Regions from separate parts of the Mus musculus genome. Here region 1 is linked to region 2. The links are chromatin contacts, called in public Hi-C maps. All regions are on one chromosome and are shown on one strand. Each heading gives the region's core, a stretch centred on a gene start, on an enhancer-like site or on the middle of the called end of the contact. The rest is flanking DNA. Distances are from core to core; before and after follow the strand shown.

Evidence for each region. A called contact is a pair of places that touch in the nucleus more often than the background predicts.
Region 1: a Hi-C map of Th1 cells shows a contact between it and region 2, with 2.8 times the contacts expected there. The contact joins two enhancer-like sites. A contact is called at or near these places in 1 of 484 Hi-C or Micro-C datasets (Th1 cells) and 1 of 115 datasets of contacts at active chromatin or transcription factors (CD8 T cells).

The regions. Positions count from the first base shown.
Region 1 is chr6:34,270,635-34,276,912 of GRCm38.p6, reverse strand. No RefSeq gene overlaps it. Among named protein-coding and RNA genes, the nearest start is that of Akr1b3, 44 kb to the left of the region's middle. Within about 2 kb of position 4,297, at least 27 of the 459 cell types and tissues checked have an H3K27ac peak or open chromatin away from gene starts, as enhancers often do. A contact at or near this core is called in Th1 cells, where this site is marked.
Region 2 is chr6:33,673,303-33,679,120 of GRCm38.p6, reverse strand. The region is part of intron 10 of Exoc4 (exocyst complex component 4); the gene reads right to left. Among named protein-coding and RNA genes, the nearest start is that of Gm38785, 230 kb to the right of the region's middle. Within about 2 kb of position 3,515, at least 11 of the 459 cell types and tissues checked have an H3K27ac peak or open chromatin away from gene starts, as enhancers often do. A contact at or near this core is called in Th1 cells, where this site is marked.

The DNA.
Region 1 (6,278 bases), core at 3,048-5,547, 600 kb before region 2:
AAAATAGACTTAGAGCAAACCCAGAATGAAGGTCCCCTGGGCTTAGAAACTCACATCTTCAGTTTCCTAAGGACATCTACTGTCCCTCTCCCATCTGCAGGCTTCTGCAGTGACTCCAAAGCTGAAGGAGGGACATGCAGCTGGAACCACACACCATACACGAAACACGCAGAGGCCTGGCTCTTCTCCTTGCCTAAGTTCAGTGAGGGCACAGGTAGGACAGAGCTCCAGAGGGGTGAACACAAATACACAGAGCTCAAGAAAGCTGAGCGTAGACATTGTGCAGTGTCATTTAGGGACATGATTCACTTCACAGGGGCAGGGTAAGACGTGAAGGAAGGCATCTGAGTAATGCTGTGGTGGGTAGATGCTGAAGCTACTGAGTGAAGAAGAGAAAGCATTGATCCTGTTTATGCAGCCAGGTATTTTTTGTACCTAATACAATCTGTTTATTATGAGTGTGCATACATGCATGTGTTTGTGCATGAATGTGTTTGTGTTAATACGTGTGTGTGTGTGTGTGTGTGTGCGCATGCCTATGTATGCTTGTTTGTGCGTGGGTGCATGCATGTGTGTGCACATTTGTGTGCTCATGTGTATTTGTGTGCATGTGTGTGTGTGTGTGTGTATGTGTGTGTGCACACGCACATGCGTGCACGTGTGCATGTATTCACATATTGGGAAGAGCTTCTTCAGACTGTTGGGAGTTCCTCACTTGGTCCCATCCTATGTCACATGAGAACTGTGTTACCCTATTCACTACATCACCAGGAGCCCTTCCGTAGCTGTCCTCTGAGCTGGGGCCTGTGCTTTCCTAACCACATCACAACCCACAGTGTGGCATGAAAGAGCAGCAGACACATAAACACAGGGAAGAAAGGAGACTGAAAGGAAGGCAGAGGGGAGAGGACCAAGATGGCTCCTTGATGATAAATGAAGCCATCAGACCCTGTTTAACGATCCCCTCTTGGGTCTTTATTTTCGAAAAGCAGGAGAAAGAAAATAGAAACAATGACAATAACTTCTATTGACTTTCTAGATTTCTGCTTCCCCCGTGCATGGATTTTCCTGAACAACTCAAGAGAACATATTTCTGAAGTCTCTTTAAGGTCTATTAATTTTGACATGGGCAATCAAAGACTATCATCAGCTCGTTTATATGAGTTGTTTTGCTGGGGAATTGAGCCACCGTCTCCTGGGCCTTCTCCTTCCTTGACTCTCGGCAAAGCTGCTACCATTTTCTTCTCTCGCACTGCCTTTATTTGCACTCCCTGTACTCAGAAGGCTGGAGTACTGATCAAGTCAAAAGCAGCAGGACTTCTATGGCTAGTTTCCAAAAACATGGTAGGACAAAATACTTCATAGTAACTTAAAGCTGGAAGGGACCATGACGATTATTAATTATGTCTAGGTGTGGTGCTGGAATCTCAGAACTTGTGAACTGAAGTCAGAAGGTGAGAGTCCAGGATCGTCCTCAGCTGTACACTGAGTCTGAGGCCAGCCTGGGCTACACGAGTCCTTGTTTCAAATAAGAAAAACAAACAAACAAAGCAAAATGAAAGGAAACAGAATGAAGCACAGAAAGATCGTGAGCTCTTTTCATGGAACCCGGAGTCAGAACAACTAACTGCCTAACTCAAGGACGACGAGCTAATTAGTGGTATAGCTAGGAACAGAGTCTGAGAGGAACTCAATCAATCAGCTAGTAAATACTGATCGATGACCATAGCTCTTCCCTGCCCACAAGGGGCTGAGGCCAAATTGACAATGCATATCAATATGTAGGGGCATAAGATAAAACTCCAGAAAGTACCAGTATAATTGGAAGCACAGCTGCTTAGTTCACGGTGCTCATGTCTGGGTTTATAGAAACCTTTAACTCCTGGGTAGTGGTGATTTTAGTAGATTATAGAGACACTCCTCTTTTGGAGAGGGTGATAGTTAATGTAGAGGTTCATATCTGGTCAGTGTTGAGAATAAATGATCTAGTCTCTGCTCTATAGATACCTCTTTTGCAGAAATGCAGGCATGTATTCACCAAGTAGAGTATGCCAGTCTACAGCCATCTGTAGACACAGACACACACTGACTGACCTTTCAATGTAAGTGAGTGTACCCCAAAAAGCATAAAAATTAAAATCTTTATGCCCTAGGGTGATCATTTGTATCACTTATGATTATCTTTGTACAATCCTGGGGCTTTCCCCTACTGCATAGCACCCCTTCTTGGAAGTTTGAGTCACCCCAGGGCTCACATCCCCAACTGCGGGCTCCACCCCCCTCTGAACTGCTGTCTCCAGTCTTCACTGACTCAATGAATGGCTCATTTGAATGGCTCCTGCATTTGCCCAGTTGCCCTGGCCAGCACTGGAGCCATGCCCAACTCCTTCTTCACATTCCAAAGCTAACTCACCAGTGAATGAGGACTGGAATATAAAAATAGAATATAAAAATATTTCTAGGATGTGAGCATGTTTACCATCTCTGCTGCCACCAGCCAGACCTTTACCGCTGGTTTTCTTGGAGGACTGAAACAACCAGAGGATCTCTGGTTCCCTGTTTTCCCACACACTAGTCAGACTGACTCTTGGACAATGTAGAACACACACCCTCTCCAGCATCTAAAATGAAACAGAGGTCTCAGTGTGGTCCAGGGACTAGTCAGATGGCCTTTGAAACTTTGCTTCCTAAATGTCTCTGTCTGTCTCTATGTTTCTCCTCCTCTTCCTCCTTGTCACCTCCCCTCCTTCCCTCTGTAGGATCCACATGGTTGCTAGCCTGGAACACAGAAGGGATGCTCTTACTTCAGGCCTTCTGAAGTCTGTTCCCACTGCATGGGGATAAGCTTTCCATCTGAGGCGCCTAGGTCTTATCCTCTACTCTTACGTCAGTGTCAATTTAGATGTCACATCTCATCCCAGGATGAAACCAGCCTTCCCCATATATTCCAGCACTGGGCTCTGCTCTGTTCTCTTCCCAACACATCTCACCACTTGCTTCTGATTCACTGTTTTTCTTATACCTAAGGAGTGTCCATCTCAGTAGAACTTGGGCTCTCTGGATCCAGGAGGTTTCAAGCCTTGTGCTCTCTGTTGGATCTGTGAGGATTCAGCCACACAGCATACTCTTGGAAGCTGTTTATGGGTAAATGGTGGGTAGATGGATGGATGGGTGGGTGGATGGAGGGATGGGTATAGGACATGAACTCATTTATGGATGGGTGGATGGATGGATGGATAGATGGATGGGTATATGTATGGATGGGTGGGTGAATGGATGGATGGATATGGGACATAAGCTTTTTTTCCCCATGGTATACATGGGTTCTGAGGAAATTGAATACTTTTGGAGGAACATAGCTTAGCCACACTTGGCCTCTTCAGCAGCAATGGCAGGCCAGTGCTCATAACCTCATTCCTATTTTCAGATCTTCTGAAAAACACAGACATCTTAGGGCTACCTGGGACATCTGCTCCCTACAGCTGATATCATGTTGCTCTGGAATCTTCTACTGTTATCCCATTCTAGACCTTGTTTCTATCTCTGTCCACTACCCTGAAGAGGCTGATTGGCTTCCCTCTCTTGTTTACAGTGAAGAGGTGGGCTGGGTTCCCTCTCCTGCTCACTGAGGAAGTGGGCTAGCTTCTCTCTCCGGTTACAGCTTTGCACACGTAAGTTTCCTGTTCCTTTTAGTATGCCTCTGTCCCTCAGAGATTTTTGTTCCTTAAACAGAAACTTCCAATAAGAGGGGAGTCTTAGCAAGAAAAGGCAGGAGAGAGGATGGAGAGACCAGAAATAGTGGCATCTGGTTGGCAGTGTCTAACTGTCTCTTGGGATATCTTAGCTCTCCAGCACCAATGGTAAATCCCACCTTACTGTCCCCCAGGGATCCTGATGCTGTTCCCTGGCTCCCTAGTCCTCCAGGTTCCCCTTTTAGATGAAGAATGGCCCATAGGAAGGACATGTCTCCTTCAAGCTTCAGGGGATTGCCACCAAAGGCAGTAGCAATGGCATCCTTTATAAAGTTTTGATTCCCAAATAAACTCATTTGTAAAATATTGAGCTACTCTGGAGACAGATTGTTAGCCTGAAACCCCTTCTCATCCCCCGAACAAGCTGGGAAACCCCGTCTGTCCTCCTTCCCCCAACCCCACATGCATAGAGAAAACTCCAGACTAACAAGCCATCACCCACCCCCATCTCTGTGGTTTTGGCAACCCTCCCAAGAGTGCCAGCCCAGGGGCCCAGTTTTTGAGCATATATGAGCATGACCCCAGCTGCTAGCTGACTCATCATCCCTTCTCATCTAAGGACCATAAAACTCCCCTTCGGTAGCCTAGGCTTGTGACTTCACTCGCCTTCACCTGTGAGATTGGTGAACCCATCGGAGAGTCACTTCCTAATAAACCTGTCTTTATTTACTTTTAATCTGGTCTAATCTGGCCTATATCTGCATCATGGAGGGAGAGAAAATGTCTATCACAAATCTCTTGTCTTTTCATTTGATCAATAAGGAAAAAGAGGGACAGAAACAATAGATGACTTACCCATTGTGGTGGATTGAAAAGGTCCCATAGACATATGTGTTTGAGTGCTTGGCCCATAGGGGTGGCACTATTAGGAAGTAGGGCTTTGTTGGATTAGCTGTGGCCTTGTTGGAGGAAATGTGTCACTATAGGGGCAGGCTTTGAGGTCTCCTATGTTCAAGTACTTCCAGTGTGGCTCCCAGTCCCCTTCTGACACATGTGGATCAAGATGTAAAAGTCTTCGCTCTCCCAGAACCACGTCTGCCTGCATACTGTCATGCTTCCCACCACAATGATAAGACTAAACCTCTGAAACCATAAGCCAGCCCCAATTAAATGTTTCTTTTTTATAAGAGTTGCCTTGGTCATGGTGTCTCTTCACAACAATAAAGTCCTAACTAAGACACCCATGGTCATGGAAATGATAGTTTCAAAGCTAGGAGTTGAGATCTTAACTGCTATCCAGAGGGTCTCTTCTGGACCCCAGGATGCTTCAAGGACTGACTCTCCCACACAAGATGTGCATGCATTCATGCCGCTTAACAAATAATTCCTCAAAACAGTCAAATCTGGAAACGTACCCCATCCACCCAAAATTGTTGCATAAGGGACTGCCACAGTTATTTCAAATTATCACCTCTTCCTATCTAACCCCCACACTTTACAAATTCCAACCCCACACTTCCAAACAGGTACTTAGAGTTTAGGCATCTCTCTAGACACTCTGAAAATCTGTAAAAAGATCCTTATCTTTTTGGAGGAAATTTCACTTTAAAGTTTCAGCTAATGACTTCTCCAGCAGTGGAACAAGTGCACCTTCAAATGTCAGCTCTACACAAGAGAGAAAAGCTCTAAGACCCAGCCTGATCAGAAAATCCTATGTCAAGTGCTACTGGTGCTATGGAGTTTACGTAAGCTCCCAGAATTAGCACCTCCTCCTTCATCTGCACCCCTAAAAAGTGATGATGGGAGCCCCAGATGTGCACAAAACATTGCTTTCTTCTTGGCAGCATGAAAGGGTATGTCACATGACTTTGCTTCCCAAGGCCAGTGATAAATCACACTCCTAGAGAATCTATGTGTCAGTATTCACGGTATTGATATTTTTTGTTTATTAATCCTGTTAGTAATACTCCACCCAGGAGGGGAACGAAAACACATGACAAACAACTATGAAAAGAACTACCTCGTTCAAAGGCCTGCTGCTTCTCTTGGGAGCAGCTTATGCATCACCTGGGTGCACATAGGATGGCTGAGTTGGTGCAGAAGGGAGCACAGCAGAGGCTCCCTCCCCAAGACCCTGGGAGAGCTCAGTTGGAGGACTCTCTTCCTGCAAGGAGAGCTGCAGTCAGACATTATTCTAATCCAGTCCTACCGAATTCAGTACACACACTGAGAACACAATACACTGTTAGAAAACAGACCACAGAAAAAGCAGGCTGTTCAGTTGGCTGGCTGGCATCGAAGGAGCAGCCTGGGAACTAAATGCTGATCTGGATGCAACAGCAACACAGTGAATGTTTCAGCCCTCATTTTAGCTTACTTGCATGGAGCGCAGTAGGCTCAGGATTAACATCAGGCCCGAGTCCCATTGATACATTTCCACCTGCTCGAGGGGATCCATCGAGGATTAGGCTCTCCCAGTGCCTCTTCTGGGAAAGCCTGCTGCAACTGGGCTCCCCTGAACCCTCATCAAATGTGGCCATTTCTCCCTAGTGTTTGTTAGCCCTGTGCCTAGTTTATAGTAACCCA
Region 2 (5,818 bases), core at 2,266-4,765:
TTGAATAAGGCCACCTCTAGGTGACAACAAGCCAACGACGATTTCGCAGGGTCAAGCCCCTAAATGTAGAGTTACAGGCAACAGCTGGCTGCTAAGGCAGTGAAAATCAGTCTTCCTCAGGGATAAGACCCCACAGGTTATCTAATCCCAAGTGCTCAGCCCTAAACACATGCACAGCCAAGCAAGCCTGAACTTGAGAGGGAGTTAAAGGTCATGCAAGGATTTGAAGGGGTCAGAGGGAAGGGTGGAAATGGTGTAAATACAGCACGCATCTATGAAATTCTCAAAAATAGAAAAGTAGAACGGGATAGACTTGTGTTCTGAAAGACAAGGGGCTGATGGGTATGTGTGTGGGGAAATACCAGAATAATTTAGGGTAAAGAAATGAAATACAAAGTAGAAAGCTATCTTCCAAAAATAAAAATATAACAAACTTATTGACTTTCTAGTTGTAGTGCCATGGGAAGAGGTTTGAGTTTTTGTCAAATGACTTGGTTCAAGTAATAACTACTCTATAGTATGTATGTAACACGTGTCATAAGAATCACTGGAAATGCTAAGTAGGCAACAGAAAACACTTTAGCTGTTTTATTTAGAAATGATTTAATACAGGGAATATGCTACTGACAATAATATCGGAAGCATTGGTAGAACAGGGAGTAAGCTTGGTTTTCATGAAATAATTCCTAAATAAATGTGAACAGGGATCCATTACTGGGGCAAACTATTACCCCTGATACAGTTAGCAGAGCAAGGAGTTAGGAGGGTGGCACGACTATGATTCCTTTTAAAACGATAATGAATGACTGTGGCAAACCCCGTACCCTCACACTTACCAACGAATCAGCTGAAGCAACAAAGACAGTCCTCACCCAGTTCCCTCTCCCCAACCTCTCAAGAGGGTACCTGCTAGGAGGAACCAAACTTATTCCCAAACACTATAGCAAGAAGATACTTGAACATGCCTACAAAGACACACGATAAGGATTTATAAAGCTTCCTCAGTACCCAGTCAGGTATGGACCACAGGCTGAGTGAACGTGAATGATTCCAAAGATAGGGTCATTTCAGAATCACTTGCCTTGTGGCTAAAAATCTCAGGGTCTTTCCATTTTTCTGTTATCACCAGAGGGTTGTCCCACTTAGACTGCCAAATGGATGCCACAGTTCTACCCATCACATATTGAAATGACACCGTTGATGGGAACAAAATGGACTAATTCTTTTAGTCAGACGCAGAAGGCCAGTCTTGCAAGGGCCTTAGCAGTCTTTTCCTCACAGGTGCTGACTATATCAGTTTTTCATGGTTCTCACTATTACTGCCACAAGCTTAAGTGCTAACGCAAAGGTAAATTATGAAGAGCCCTGAGGGTAAAAAACAAACAAACAAACAAACCCAAGACCCTTCCCCAGGCATGTTGCCATGCCGGGAATATAGCCTCAACCATCTTACAAAATGAGAGCTGGGAGGGAGGGTGGGCATGAAGGCAAGACAGGAGCTGCAGACAGGCAGGCAGGAGCTGCAGGCAGGCAGGAGGTACAGCTGTGTGCCTTCACCTCAGTGTCTTCATTCCTTCAATCTTAACACAAAGGTATGTGCTTACTTAATTAACTAACTAACTAACTAACTAACTAATTAACTAACTTAACAAGGTTATTGGTACTAAGATAACTAGTGTCTACAATCTGACAGGGGCATTATTATATGACATAGGTAAAATCTCTGCAGATAAGGAGAAGTAAAGGCAAGTATAGAGGAGAGTGAGGAAGGAGATTTGCTAAAGGTTTACTCAGAAAGGAAAATAATTGTCAGGGGAAAAGAGATTGGATCAAACCTGTTTTTTCTCCTTTTGTTTTATATTGTTTATTTCAGGAAAGAAAGTTAAATTATATCTGCTGACAGACAGTAAACAAGTCTTGAAAGTCCCAGCAGGGCTGGGATATTTGCAGAGATTGTGTTCGTCAACAAAGACTCTCACAGTGGCACTGTTCTGATGACAGTGAACGACACTAATGATGTATGCTGGCCACTCTTCTTGCAGGTAAAAAGGAATCAAGAATGTGAAGTTTAAGGGCCAAGGCCTGCTATTAATACAGATGCTAATAACTACACAGACTCCTTTATAGCATGTATGGGTAAGTTTATGGTTCCAGAGTTTTCAAAGGGTCATATGCCTACTTAACCACCTGCAGTGAAAAGGGACTGCATATCAATGCCCGCCCCCCGCCCCCTCAGAGTCTAACATTCTATCCTCAGAAGGATTCCCTTAATACAATTATAACGGTAGCCAGGGTTGTTACCTAATAATACACTTACAGTGTTTCCCCGACTGCCAGAGATAATTCATTGGATCAGACTACATTATAATGTGAATTATTACTATAGAGTCAATATCATAAATTGACTATAAACTTTTAAGAAATTTACATCTTCATGTATTTATTATCACCACTGCTTATTAGAATTCTTTACCCCTAAATACAATAAGCCATCCTAAAGAACCCTCAGCTATATGGTATTAATGACTATACATACACACACACACATACACACACACACACACACACACACACACAGTTACAACTTGGGGGTTTCTGTGTTTTGAGGATGTTGAGCAAATTTGGCCTATAGAATATTAGCTTTTTGAAAAAACTTATATAGAAGGCTTTGTGATAGCTATTCCTGGTTGTCAACTTGACTACATCTGGAATAAACTACAATTTAGTAAAGGAGGGCACATGTGTGGTACAGATCTTGAGACTAGAAGATACAGGCTTCTAATCTGGATCTTGACATGGAGATCTCGAGACATATTGGCCATGAAAAGTTTAGGCCCAGGCAAGGTAGCCCACACCTTTAATCTCAGGAGACTGAGGCAAGCAGATCTCTGAATTCAAGGTCAGCCTGGGACAAAGCAAGTTCCCAACCCAGGCGAGGTGGTGCCCACCTTTAATCTGGGCCACACCTTCTGCTGGAGGCCTACACAAGAACATTGAAAGGAGGAGGCTTCACTCTTCTGCACCTGCTAGCACTTACTGGCCTGCAGATCTGTTGGAACCAACCTCTTCAGGATCCCAGCTTCTACAGAAGAGCAGCTGAAACACCTAGCCTCATGAAACTGAGCAACCACTAGATTATAGGACTTCCCATGCACAGCTGCCCATGGTTGGGTTAGTTGGACTGCAGACTGTTAGTCATTCCAATAGTATTCAGGGACACTGCAAAAGTTCTGTGACTCGAGAGAACCCTGACTAATATAGCTTTGTTGTTATAGGAGCTTGTGATGTGCAGTTGGGTCAGGATAAGGTGCTTTCACTGCTTGCTCATGGGTTTAAAGTTAAGCAGATTGGGGCCTTCCCCATGTGTTAACGGTTAGAATGGCATAGGAGGGATACTGACATGGGAAGGGTGGCAGTGGGGCACTTTGATGTTGCCACCAGCTGTGTCTCAGCATCTTGGTCTGTGGCTGTCACTCTTGTACCTGTGCTGACTTTCCAGGAAGGACTCCTCAGCCATACATGTATGTCTAGCTCTCTGATAGGGTTATCAGTTTCTGCTACACTCATAACAGCAGGGGTGGAGACAGTGAGGACAAACACAAATTCTTGCTCAGAGTCCCCAGATCATCTTGTTCTTACTAACTTGTATCACCTTTCCTTCCTGGTCTGACCCGCAAAGCCCAGGTTCCGGCATGCTTTGCGGTGAGCAAGCTTACAGAAACTGACCTGATTCTACAGCTGACTAAGATGAGGCTACCATCATAAACCTCACATTGTGTACACACATGCCCATGCATGATGCCAGCTTTCATATACCAGGTAACATTATAAAGGAGCCACTAACAGGCTCGAATGCATTGATACCATTATTTAGAACTGCTGAGAAATACCATTTTTCTCAAGGTAGCAGTAGAATACTTTACATTTAATATTCAAGGAACACAGAAAGAAAGCAAAGTTGAAGAACTGAGAAAGCACAATCCTTGCGTTCAGCACAAGTCTTTGTTGCCCTGCAGGGAAAAGTACATTCTTTCCTTAGTGTAGGTAAAGTAGGGGAGGGAGGCAGCAGAGGTGGGAGTGTCAGGTCTTAGACCACTGAAGGAATTTGCATTTATATTACACTTCACAGCTCATTTTACACTTTTGGATCTCAGTTCTCCTTCAATCTCCCTTGGACCAGTTAGTTTCCTTCTCTTCCACTGCTACAAACGATCAACGCAACCAACTATTTTATTAAATGCTTTCTCCGTAAAACCCCAAATGCATCTAGAGCATATTCACTTCTGTTACCCGAAACCACAACGATCCCGATGGCATGGAGGCAGAGTCAGGATATTGTCCCGGGAGGGGATTTCCAGGCATGCTGGCTCACGTGGGCTCAGGCTCCTTACCCAACAACCAACAACCCTGAAAGCTGTCAACACCATCTTCAAATGGGAAGAAGCTAACAGTTCAGAGAATTCCTAATCATTATTACTTTAACAAACATTTCAAACCATGTTCTCTAAAAATGATGGCTATATAACTAAAAACAGAATCCAAACTCATCTCATCAAAAGACAGCACAAGAAGAAGTACAGTATAGCCTCTGTCTAACTGCAATGACGGTTCATTCCAACGAATGCCCTGTGGAAGGCAGCACAGACAGAAAAAAATTATCTGCTATCCAGACTCTCATACAGAGCTCATTCTCCTAAAGGGATTTTCTTCATCTCTGACAATGCTGTACTAAGTGCTGTGCCATTTCCAGTGATGCCTACCAGAAAGGTGATGGTTCTCTACACCTAACTTCTCAAGCCTTTTTGTGTCTGCTGGCATTATAAGTGCATCATTAACAGTCTCACATAGACTGGCACTGTTGTTTGCTACTGGTGAGAAATTTCATTTCTTTCAATGTAGCAGGAGGACAATTTGGAATTGAAAATTGAGAGACACTGATCGAAAGCAAGCAAAACAAAACAAAACAAAAACTCCCAAAACAAACAGCAACAAAAACCCAAGAGTAAATGAGTTCAACTCTCTGGGACATTTATTTTGTCACTAAAGTCAAATATTAGATATTCCAGAGTAGACAACAACAACAACAACAACACACACATACACACACTCACTCACAAAAAGAAAATACTACCCAGACCTCAAGCAAAGCTGTGACACAGTGTCAGAATAAGTCAGCCACAGCCATCTTTAATATGTACACACACAACAGTTAAGTGAGATACAAGCAATTAGAAACCTCAAGCTAGTAGTTCCATGCTGAATTTAGAAGTACTAACACAAGAGGGGTTTATACAAGCTAGAATATGCATGGCAGAAACCTTCCTGTCTATGATCTTGAGAAAAAAATTCGGTCATAAGACAAAGGGCTGTGGAACAACTGCTAACAGCCCCATTTAGGTGCAACATGGAGACTGAGGATGAAGGATTTGAAGTGCAAATGCTGGCAGGAGTCTTGAATTTATGCTAACTGTTTATATTTCATTATAGTCAATAAGGAGACTTGGAAGGCTTTAAAGGATAGGGGAAAGATTGGAGCTGTGCTGAAAACCAATACTACACTGTGTAGGATCTAGTAAGGACCAGCTAGGAACTTATTACAATTGCCCATACACACCCAGAAAAAGATTAATGACTGTGGAAATAGGAGAGGAATAGCAAATTAAGAAGTAATTTCTAAGATAGGATGTACAGGATGGAGGTAATAACTGGTGGTGAGAAAAAGGAAGATAACGTAGAAGATAAGTATGACAGATACAGTATAGACCTCTGGAAAAGCAGAAGCTAGTGGGGAAAATTGTGGCAAAATAACACTCTTCAT